Regions from separate parts of the Mus musculus genome. Here region 2 is linked to region 1. A link is a contact called in public Hi-C data. All regions are on one chromosome and are shown on one strand. The core of a region is the stretch at or near the end of the contact, and the rest is flanking DNA. Distances in the headings are between cores, read along the strand shown. Region 1 has its middle 45 kb from the start of Gtf2e1. Region 2 overlaps Fstl1 (follistatin-like 1).

Evidence for each region. Hi-C and Micro-C count contacts between places; a contact is called where the count stands out from the background.
Region 2: a contact with region 1 is called in a Hi-C map of cerebellum, with 1.8 times the contacts expected there. The contact joins two enhancer-like sites.

Annotation. Positions count from the first base shown.
Region 1 is chr16:37,492,123-37,498,056 of GRCm38.p6, forward strand. No RefSeq gene overlaps it. Among named protein-coding and RNA genes, the nearest start is that of Gtf2e1, 45 kb to the right of the region's middle. Within about 2 kb of position 3,124, at least 16 of the 459 cell types and tissues checked have an H3K27ac peak or open chromatin away from gene starts, as enhancers often do. A contact at or near this core is called in cerebellum, where this site is marked.
Region 2 is chr16:37,811,733-37,817,666 of GRCm38.p6, forward strand. Fstl1 (follistatin-like 1) reads left to right here. Exons shown (of 11, transcript NM_008047.5): 3 at 3,974-4,078. Among named protein-coding and RNA genes, the nearest start is that of Gm41452, 35 kb to the right of the region's middle. Within about 2 kb of position 2,794, at least 176 of the 459 cell types and tissues checked have an H3K27ac peak or open chromatin away from gene starts, as enhancers often do. A contact at or near this core is called in cerebellum, where this site is marked.

The DNA.
Region 1 (5,934 bases), core at 1,874-4,373:
TCAGCTTTTTTTTCAAAAAGATTTATTTGAGGGACAGCGAGAGAGAGAGAGAGAGAGAGAGAGAGAGAGAGAGAGAGAACATGTGCATGCCTGTATGCTATGGAGGTGCCTATGGAGGCCAAAGGAGGGTACTGGATGCCCCTGGAATTGGTGTTACAGATGGATGGATGTGAGTGGCTCAGCGTGGGTCCTGGGGACCAAGCTCAAGCTCAGTTTATCTCATCTATAAAGCAACAAGGGCTCCTGTCTGCTGAGCCATCTCTACATCCCCATTGTTCACTTTATTTTTAATCTAGCATACCCGTTCTACACTTTGATCTAAAACATAGTAACAGTTGTCACTGGGTCCTTCGAAACCTAGCATGTTAGGGACCTAATCAAACCTCTCTTCAGATGGCAGAAATGAGTCTCAGAAGGAAATGGAGTCTTTTCTGAAAACAGTAAGTGAATGGCCAGGTACCCCAATTCCCACCCTGTTCCACTGGAGCCTTTATTCTTCTCTATAAATAAATCAGAACTAGCTATATAAGCAAATGCAGATTTCGACGTTAGTATATTTTATATGTAGGAATATGATAGTCATCATTACAGCATATATTTAGAAGATGTGTATTTATATATGTCATTTTGCAGAGAGAAATTATGAGAATTATCTATAAATACATATGCACAGCACTGTGAAGCTCATGCTCAAAAATTCCTGCATGCACCGCCCCCATCTATGAACAGTATAGAATGGCAGAAAAACCGAGACAGGACTTAAAACTGAGTAAACCTGGAATTCAATCCCATTGCTCACCTCTGACCTTTAGCAAAGTGCTTAACCTTTCTGAGCCTCAATTTCTTCTGGAAAATGAGGATTTCAAAATCTGTTTTGGTGGAATCCATTTGGGGAACATAATGCCTGGGTATAAAACAGTGCTTACTGGAGTCCTTTGCTTCCCTGATTTCAGTGCTCCAGTAGAAGCCAGGCACCACCAGGAGCTGGCAAGGTAGGAACCAGGCTGAGGAAGAGGAGACGCTGTTTTCCTAGTTAGAGGTGGGATGGGCCTTAGTACCTGGAGTGTCCCTTAAGACAACTTGGAAGTATAAGGGTATGTTCTAGAATCCATCAACTCATGGACCACTGGTACTTGCTACCCCTTTCTAGGTTGTTCATATCAGATCGCCACTTAATTGGCTGGCCTCAGTACAGTCTGCACTAGGCTTGTACATCCAAATCCCCAAAGTCCATAATCACCTTAAAGCAGCTTTTGCTTTTGGCACTTGGAGCATCAGCTGCCATAACATCCTCTGAAGTTACCTTACGCATTAGGTATTGATAAATATTTATGAAAGGGAAGTGGGGGGGGCGGGGCTGAAGAAAAGGGAGGATTAGAGGAAGGAAAGCTCAAAGAGGCAATGGTGATTGTCCCCCCAACACACACAGGAACTACAAAGTAACATTTTTTTTTTTGCCCTGAAAATTAGCAATATACAATCACTCTAAAGGGGACCCGATGAAAATATGCAGTCATCTTAAGGTGATGTAAGAGATTCTGAAACAATATTTTCACAGGAGTTGTTCCCTGGCCTGAGCATCACTGGGAACCCCATAAACATTTAGCTTCCTTGACCCTTCCCTGAGCTTAATAAATTAGAATTTCCCATACACTACAGAAGTCTGTGTTTCTCTCATGGATGCAGGTGCTGCTGTGGTAACCAGCAGATACTTCCCGGTTCCACTGCAGGAAGTCTGATGAGGAACAGTCTATAGAAAGCCCAGTGTACTGTGCTGTGGAGAGAATGGCCAGAAGAAGCAATGTGGGGAAACAGAGAGTCTTGGCACAGACTATGACCTGTGCAAGCCTAGTTCTAGAACAAAGTTCCCCACTGAGGTACCTGAAATCCTAGTTTGCCTGGAGGAGCCGGGGACCCTGGATAGGCATTGCCTGGCGATGCTGAGCATTTCAATCCTCCAGCTTGCCTTGTCAATGTTTCCTGCTCACCGAGCCACCTTCTGATGAACTCTCTTCCCATGCAACTGGCCTACAGGGATAGAAGGGGCAGATGAGGCCAAATGTTTCCCACTGTAAATTAATAAACTGCCATGCTGGTTATAGATCAGTCTCTTGTGGGTTAGCATGAGTCAGCAGTCCTGCGTCTGATCAACTCAGAGCCTCTGCCAAGACCAAGTTCCCGATGCTGCAAAGACAAGGGCTTGACCCTGGACCCCAGTGAATTGATCAGACAAATGTGCTCCCTTTGGGCCTCAGGAACCAGGCAGTCAGCCTCTCCAGGAGACGGGTGATGAAAAGGATCTTTATACCTGCTTTCTTGGGAGCTTGAACTTGGGAGGACAGTGAGTCTCTGATTAACATGCCTTTTAAGTAAAGCCTTTTCTTATGTATTAGCTTGTCTGATACAATCCTAGAGGATGGAAAGGAAAAGAAGTAATGGGGGGAGGGAGGGACGGAGGGATGGAGGGAGGCAGGGATGGACAGACAGACAGAGAACATTCTCAACATGATTTGGGAGGTGATGAGTGACCCAAGAATCTGTTTCCTTCTTTAATGGTAGCATCAAGAGTGGCCGGCTCTGCCACAGCATCACAAGGGCAATGGGAGAAAGAAGTTAACTGTGGTCAGGCTCCTGGCAGCCTAGAGCATTTAGACACTCAGGCTTGATGGCATATCACCAGGGGAAATGTACAAAAAAAACTGTCTTCTGACCCCCTTTCCCACCATTACATTCGACTTTAGTGATTTAAGTCCTGGGTGACTTCACTAGTGACAGTTCCCAAAATGAATTGACTTTTTCTTTTCTTTTCTTTTTCCTTTTTTTCTTAATGCTTTATAAACTTGCACGAAACCAAAGATCTAGATTTTGGAGGCCCAGAACAGGGAAAGGGCATGTCCCTCGGCTCTTCTTTCTCCTGCTCTGACATAGGTTTCAGCATTATCCATAGCAGGATGCAGGGCTCCAGGCAGAGATGGCCGTTAACTAGCTCAGACGCCGCCCAAGTCTTCACATTTTGCTAGCTGCTTGATCTTGTTTTTTCCTATAAATCTGTAGATTCCGATGAGAGCACTCTAGAGTGGTAAAGACACAGAGAGAGCTAGCTGCTTGTTCCCCACCCAACTGGTTCATGTCTGGCTGGATCAGCCTCCCACCTCTCCTGCTGATTCACCAGGCTCAGTCTATTGAAACAGATGGCACATCTATTTAGGTATTTTAATAGCATGTATTTAAGATACCCTATTGAGAATCCGATCTGACAGGGCTTTGATGAAGCACTGATGTGTTGAAAACCAGGCTCAGGAGGCAAATAACATCATCCCCCAAAACCAAATCCTCGGCAGCAACTCAACAAACACAGTAGGCACTTAACTGAGGACCTACTGTGTGTGAACACACTCAGCAGTAAGTTGAGAGCCAGAGAAGAGGCAGGACGCTTGCCACATGCCCTTGGGAATTTATACTTTCTCCGGGGAGAAATGGCAGGTAGACAGACATCTGCAATTTTATAAGCATATGTAATGACCTACTAGGTGGGGATAATCTGAACATGTGAGTTAGCAAGAGTCAGGGTAGGTGCCTGCACCAAATAATGAGCATCAAATGGATGGAGGGAACGCTCCCAGGGTAGCCTGATCGTATAGCAATGCTTCGGTGATTCCCTAACCACAGATGGTATCTAAACTCTACCCCAACTCTACCATGCTGATTCCACTCTGCCCCCCTCTAACCCTGACCCACCCAGCCCTGCTTTAAGATTAACCTTGGCTTTCTCCAGAAAAGCTGTGTTCCTGCTTCCAACCCTCAGGCAAGGATGCACTGTTCCCCTCACGTTGTTCATACTGCATACGTTGGGTGTTCAGGCTTGGAACGAAAAGCACACACTATCTTGTATCATTCTTGAATCTTTCAAGCTCGGAAGACTCAACAATATTGTAGGGTAAATATCAATTTATGTCTGTTCGGTTAATACAATATTTGCCCGGCACCCACTTACGTGTTATTTGCCAGGGAAACAAATATACATAGGAAAAGATTCTCTCAAGGAGCTCACACATATATTTGCTACCCTGATATGGAATATATTTGTTTTCCTTCTGAAGATCAATATGGTGGCTTGTGTGCAGCAGGTCTTTACAAATGGATGCTGTTGGTACTTATTGCTTCTCCGAGACCTTATGAGCTAGGGAGAAGTAGAAATAACAGGAGGGAAGTAACCTATTTCAATATTTTTGAAGTTTACAGCAAACCCAACCCAGGTGGCTTAAACAATAAAGGGGATTATTGGCTTTTCTAACTGAAAAACATATTTCCTGTATGATGGCTTTACCAGAAGGCTGGTACTGAGATGGCTTTCCTAATAATTCCAGACTTCACATTCACACATAAGAGCCAGGGAAATGGGAATTCGTCTTTCATGGTCAGATGAAGAAAGGTCTAAAGGAAGGACATGGCCGCTCCTGATGTGATGGAGGTTTAGTGCAGATAAAAAGGGGGGCATAGTCAGAGACAGAGACATCTGGGAGAGTCCAGAGTGACCATGACCCCGAGTCGGCCATGAGGGTAAAAGGGAAAGAGGGGCGGAGCACCCAACTAAGAGGGGTGGGGCGGCCTGAGCCAAGAGACTGATTGACAGGGTAAACAGTAAACCTAAAGAGCCAGGTAACCCAGATGGCTCAAGCGTACAGGGGAGGGCAGCTGAGGGAAGGGCACCCCAGCCCCTGGGCTGAAGATAGTTAGGGTAGGGGTAGGGTATGCCAGTCAACAGGACCCTGTAACAGGTAGAGAGACTGGGGGATGCTGGGAGAACCTGGAGGCCATGGTAGGATTTGATGATGAAATGCACCTCAGTTGGCCATTGTCCTGGGTTTGAGATCTAATACCCATGAATCTATAAAAGTGAAAGACTTCCTCCTTGAAGCCACAGGAACCTTTCCTTATTGTCTTAGTGTAACAACCGACCCATGAGCATTTTTCTTAACCAACTCCTTGGCCACTAAACACTGTAGACTGCCTGCTCACTTTGTCCAAGTTCCTGATCACTGTCAAAAAAACCAAGATTGCTCTGTTAGGCCAGCCTTCTTATGCAACGGTAATACAACCTCCAAAACCCAGTGGCTTAAACCCAGCAGATATACATTTCTTGGTCTCCTGATGTGACAGGGTAAACTGACCTGTTGGGGGGTGGGGGTGCTCAACCATTATAGTCATCCTGGGATACAGGACAATGGAGGCTTCATCTTGATGTAGGGTTTAGTAATTACTACAGCAGGGAGGAAGATAAATCATGCATTAATGATATGTTATTTCTCTCCACAATTGGTTAAAACAAGTTACATGACCACCGCTAACTTCAACCACTGAGCTATACCGCTCTGGGAGAATGCACACTTTCCTGGGAAAGCTATCCTTAGGAAAAAACATGGGCATTATTAGAAAGGAAACAGAGAGGGTGAATAGACAGTTGAAAAAGTTTACTACAGAAGTTTCATGAGGGCAAACTGAACTCAGATATTAAAGGCACAAGAATACCAAGATTATGAACAGATTGGCTAAAGCCAAAGAGAAGAGAATCAACTGTGGGAGGAACCACTGAGAGATCTGCACGGCTGAAAGGGCCAGATGGAAATCAGTGACACCAGTGGTGTGTTTTACACCTCTGCGGCTGAGCACCCTAATACAGGACGGGAATGAGGAAGCTACATCAGGAATGCGTGGGACTTGGGGCTTACAACTTTCAGGGATCTAAGATTGTTGGGAAATCAATGGCAGAGTTGAAGAACTTGAGTCAAATGAGCAGCAAGGCCAAAGCTATTATCACTTGGAGGCAAAAATCACTGTCTCGAGAGAGAGTATGTCCATTAAAACATAAAACTTGAGGTGGTTGGTACAGACCAATGAGACAGAATCCAGATGATGGAAAGGAAAAAAAGCCAA
Region 2 (5,934 bases), core at 1,544-4,043, 320 kb after region 1:
TACATTCAGGTCTATGTGTCTGTTCACACATTTGTAAGAATGGACATGCCTGAGACCTTGTATGGAGACTGTGCACAGGCCAATGTGGTTATCTTTCCCAAAAGTCATTATGACTGATGACAGTGTAAACAGTGTAAATAGTGAAAGAGCTGCACGCCATCCCTGTGCCAGGCCGTGCAGCTGGCCCCTCTGCCTGCAGCACCCTCTCTTGGCTTTACTTGAGAAGGGACTGTGGAGACTCAGGGACTAGGTCAACTTGTGTCCCTTTCGTGACTTGCCTGTCGCTGGTGCTTCCACGGAGCTTTTCTGAGTCCCAAATACTCCTCATTTGTTACATGCAACTGAAAATGCCAACACCTGAACAGGAATGGTGAGCACAGATGTCTGCAGAGGCGCGCACTGTTGTGGGTGCTGAGTTAGCATCAGTATGTCAGCCCGTGGCCTAAGGCCTTTGCAACCCCTGACTAGGTTACTACCTTAGACTTTCTGGCCAGAACCAGCCACTCCACAGAAGCCCACTTATGACTCTAAGGAACTTTCCAACAGCCTTAAGGAATGGCTCCAATACTTTGGCTTCTCAAAGATGTTGGGGTTTAATGGACAGCTTTGAATGGCACAAAGAAATGCTTCCCTAGAGGAAGTGCCCTTCATTTTTGACCTTGACGTCTGTAATCAAGCATACTCACTGTGAGGAGGTGACGGAATGGCTTTGAGCACCACAGAATAGACAGCCTTCCCACACTGGCAGATCCTTCTGCCTGTGTCCCTGGCGGGTCTACCCTCCTCTCCCTCACGCCTGTATTTCTCACTGAAAGGACAGAGCGGGGCTGCAGCAGCCAGGAAGGCTCTTCTGCAATGCGGCTCAGGGCTGTGTGAGACAAAGAGAGAGATTGCCACCTATTGACAGATATATCACCTGCAAAGAGACCGCTTATATAACCAGAGCCTCCTCCATCTCTGCTGTATGAAAGGCCCTCCAGGGGTTGCTGGGCCCTTTGCATTTTGCATCCTGTCAGTTCGGCACTGGCGTACCTTTCCACTGTCAATGAGACAGGGAAGAATGGGGACATGACAGTCCAAGGTGACAGTGACATCATTTCGCAGGGGAAACTGAAAATAAATCACCCCCTGTAGTGACAGTCGCTTCCTGTTACACAGCACATGGCGCGGCTCAGTTAATTCTCAAGACAATTCTAACCTTCAATGTTTTATGTCTGCACCCAAGGAAGGGGGTTGCAAGAGAATACTCGTGGCAGATAAAGAAGGGGGCTGGGTATGAGTGCTGCATATGGGATCTAAACGCCTTACACTTGCTATTGTAACATCCATATTCCCATTATAGTTTCCCTAACCTTAATGCATACGGATGTAAGAATCAACCAAACATAAAGGAATCATTTGCCTTTGGTTGGAGGAACATCCAACTCTATCGCTTTTTGTTACTGGGCCTCTCAAGTCAGCTTTCCTACCTGTAAAAGAGGGATAATATGACTCTGGAATTAGGAACATATAGAGCGCTTAAGTAGCACCAACCATAGTAGGTCACTTTGAGGGAAGCCAGGTGTTTACAAATGGATTCTTAGTTACCCGTGGGCTGAATAGAGGTTTCTCTCTCTCTCTCTCTCTCTCTCTCTCTCTCTTTTTAGTTTGGGGAACTTAGGCAAATTATTTGACCTTTTGGGGCCTCAAATTGCTCGTTTGTAAAATGGAGCTAATAATCATATGCATGCTCTTCTCAGGTTAGCCATGCAGTAAGGTGAAATGCTGTGTGTGAAAACATTCACGTTTTTAATTGCACTCTTCAAGTACTAGTTGTTAGGGTGAAAGAAAAAGGTGTTCTCCTCCAAACATAACGTCAGTGAGCTACCTGTGCAAATGACTTGGGTTGAATTCAGATTCCACATAATAGTGTTTATTAGGAATATTTACCACAGTAGGAGAGAAGAGGGGGTAGCTCATTGGGTAAAAACACTTGTAGCCAGGCCAGAGGGCCAGAGGTCAATCTCTGGAACTCACCCGATGGAAAGAGAACCCCCCCCACACACACACACACACCCAAAAAGCCATCCTCTGACCTCCACAAACTTGCCCTGACTGGTGTGCCCCTCCCACACACCAATAACTAAACAATAAACATGCACATGAGACAAGATGAGGCTCTGAACTCGGCAGGATCTTCTGCAAGCAGCCCTGTAAGGTGTCCCCTTGATCATGCTCGCCCCCTCCCCCACCCACCATTTTCTCCTGCCCCACAGACGAGGAGATGTGTAGTTTAAAGGATCAGAGGGACTAGTTAAGTACACACTGGGAACATTTGAGTTTTTCCTTGAATGCAGACATATGCCAAAGCTCACTGATTTGTGCATTTGTGTATCTTCAGCTCCTGTGATAGGCCCAGGGGTTAAAGTGTTCAGCTCAGGGAAGTTGAAGAGGCCACTGGAATTGTCTTTTATAACAATCAGCACTGTCTTTTTCTATTCCCTTCTGGCTCTGCTTTTTGCTCGGAGACACAGCTCCCACAAGAGGGAGAGCCCTGTCTGTCTGAAGAGTTTGCTCAATTTTATTCCCCCTCTCTGTTTAGGAAACAAAGATCTAAATCCATCCTCCACCCTTCTGGGAATTACTTCCTCTTTTCTTCACTGTCTGCCAGCTTTTTTGAATTCTCCTTAGCAACATTTTAAAAAAAAAAATTAGTTTAGCAACAGCATTTAAGCCAATGAGATCTGAGCATGCAAATGAGTTCTAGACCAATGAGAGCTCTGCATGGCAGGCAAGGGGGCTTATGGGAGACAAGAATAACCTGGAGTTTGCAGAGCAGCCTCCAAGTGGCAGCAGAGCAGCTATTATGGACCCATCACCTCTCAAGCCTCTACTTTGTTTCCGTGTGTGTGTGTGTGTGTGTGTGTGTGTGTGTGTGTGTGTGTGTGTGTGTGTGTGTGTGTCTGGTTCCCCCGTTTAAAACATTTACTGTTACAGTAAGCCTTGTAGGTATGAGTTCTTTAGATACACTGTAGGCAAGGGCTGGAAATGTGGACTTTGCTGTTACCCAAGTCATTCGTAGGCCTCTTCTGTCTTTGTTGTTTTGTAACCAGCTCCAGCCCAGTCGTCTAAGGCCTGGAAGCCTTGGGTGATTCAGCCAGCCCAGCCTGGCGGAACAGAGGCCCCGGGGGAATCCCTGTCTTTGTTTATCCACCACTACCACAGAGCTGGGGGGTGAATGTCGTGGGAGTAAAGGAATGTACCACCAACAAACTGGTCCTATCACAATCCACATGTGGCATACAGACCTTCCTCTCCCTGCAGTTCTGTAACATCTGTCTGAACAGGAAACCTGACCAGCAAGAAGCTTGGGGGCCATACTCTTTTTGGAGTGGGTTTGGTCCTCTTCATCTTGTAGCCTGGGTACACACAGAGAGTGGCTGGATATCATAGCATATCCACATGGTGACCATCCTTCGGTCCTTTCAGATGGTATTGCAGTAAATACCTTGGTGTTAAGATGTCTGGATGTGTCTCCAGTGTTTCCATTTCTTCCTAGCTTAGACTTCTCATCCTTAAAGAGACAGTTAAGGTGTGGAATCTTCAGAAAGGGCCATCTGATTCTCCCATACACCCCTGCTCCCCAGAGCACCCACTGTGGCCCTTCCGTATATGTGTTCCTCCCTGAGAGTCACAGAGTTCATGAGATCAAAGATTGCCCTGTGTAGCTCTAGCCCTTAGCATAGTGCTGGCTTTATCACAAATGCTCAAACCGTATTTTTTTTTAATGAGGAAGGATGCAAGAAAGTCACTCTTCACAGGGGAACAATCTTCAGTGCCTGTACCTGAGCCAGAACAATGCCTGTGAGTCTGATGCTAAAAGATAACTTTTGGCACACGGAAGCCCCAAGCCTGAAAGGTCATTACCACCAATGTTTCATCCTGTGATGGGCTCATCTCAGTAACGTGGCATCCTTTATGATCTGTGTTTTAGGAGGAACCTAGAAGCAAATCCAAGATCTGCGCCAATGTGTTTTGTGGAGCTGGCAGGGAATGTGCCGTCACAGAGAAGGGGGAGCCCACGTGCCTCTGCATTGAGGTGAGTCCTGGTGTCAGGCATGGGGGGTGCTGACTGTTTAGGGGGTCCTTGAGAACTTGCTCAGTAGGAGATGCGCTTGCTGCCATCACAGCCTCAGGACCTACACAGATGACTGGCATGGCAGCAGGAGGCACTGACCGCAGTGCTGGGCGAGAGGAGGCAAATCCATGGAGTTCACTGACTAACCATTCCAGCCAAATCATGAGCTCCAGGCATAGTGATAACTCTATCTCAGAAAGTTATACTGAAAACAACCAAGGACAACACAATATGGATCTTTGGCCTCAATACATACATGAACACCAAAAAAGAAAGAAAAAGAAAAAAAAAGAAAAAAAAATGATGTTAACAAGAAAATAGAACCAGTCTGGTTGTCCATCAGCATATGAACAGATGATGGAAATGTGGGACATATAGACAATGAATAATTATTCAGGGCTGGAGAGATGGCTCAGTGATTAAGAGCACTGACAGCTCTTCCAGAGGTCCTGAGTTCAAAGAGGTCCTAGGGGCTCACTACTATCTGTAATGGGATCCAATGCCCTCTACTGGTGTGACAGTACGCTCACATACATAAAATAATAGTTTTTAAAATGATATAAAAAGAAATATTATTTATCTTTAAAGAAAAATGAAATGTGTAGGAAAATAGATGGACCTAGAAGGTGTACTATTAAGTGAGATGATTCAGGCTCAGGAAGAAAAACAAAACGCATGTTCTCCTTCCCATGTGGATCCTAGACCACACATATAACACAGAGAGGTGTACAGGAGGGTACAGTTGAGGTTGAGAGAGGAAGGGGTGCTACGATGCAGTCATCGGTGAGGTAGGATGGACAGAGGGACGCATGAGTCATGAAAGGATGTACATCAATATTTTGTCTAGTTTCTAGTCTGTCATAGTTTCTACCTTTTGAATTTTGGGTTTATTTGTTTTTGTGCTGCATCTGAAGGAGCAAGAATTGTGTAGTTTTCCATACGAATCCAACGTGTGTCCATCCTTTGAGATAGTGGTTGTGATAGTTGAACAATCTTTGTAATTCCACTGACTGCTGGTGTAACAAGAGGTCACATGGCTAGTCACAAGTATATTCGTCACATTGACCCACTTTGAAAAAGTGACCTAAAAAAAATGTTCTGAGGGGAGACTCTGTAAGAGTAAATGGTTCCTTTTTTCCTTCAACTTAAAACTCTATGAAGTCACTCCATTGCAGTGTTACTTAATATGTAAACTGTATTGCAATACATGAAATTAGGTATGGTATTACATTTTAAACTTTTCTTTAAATTAAAAAGTTACTAATTGTTTGTGTGTTAAATAGCATAGGTATTTAGACATTTGTACTAATGGCGCTCAGTTCTCATTAGTCTTAGGTAACTGGCACTAACAACTTTTCTAAACACTAGACTTTCCCCTATCTATTTTATACAAAATAACATTTCCACACATAGGTCTGTGCAATTTACTTTGCAGCCTTTGGTGGGCCATGGAAGCCACCCATATCAGCATAGATTTTTTTTTAGCTCATTTTAAAACAACTGTGTAATATTTAGAAATGTAAATTTATTCATTCATTTCCTAAGAGATGGATATTTAAGTAGTTCTCTGGGGTTGTTTACCACAACAATAGTATCATTTTACAAATACCCTTTATTTTTTAGAATTGATGGCCACTGGGCACCTTCTGGGTCAAAGGGTATGCAGATTTTTAAATTATCAGACAGAGTGTCAGCTTTGAGTTTTGTTTTTAAATGGCATTTGAAAGGCAAAATAAGCCTTGAGAAGTAAGCAAGACTTTAATAAATCTTCATTCTTAATATGAATGTGAATACAATGGCCATGGGCTTTTCTCTTC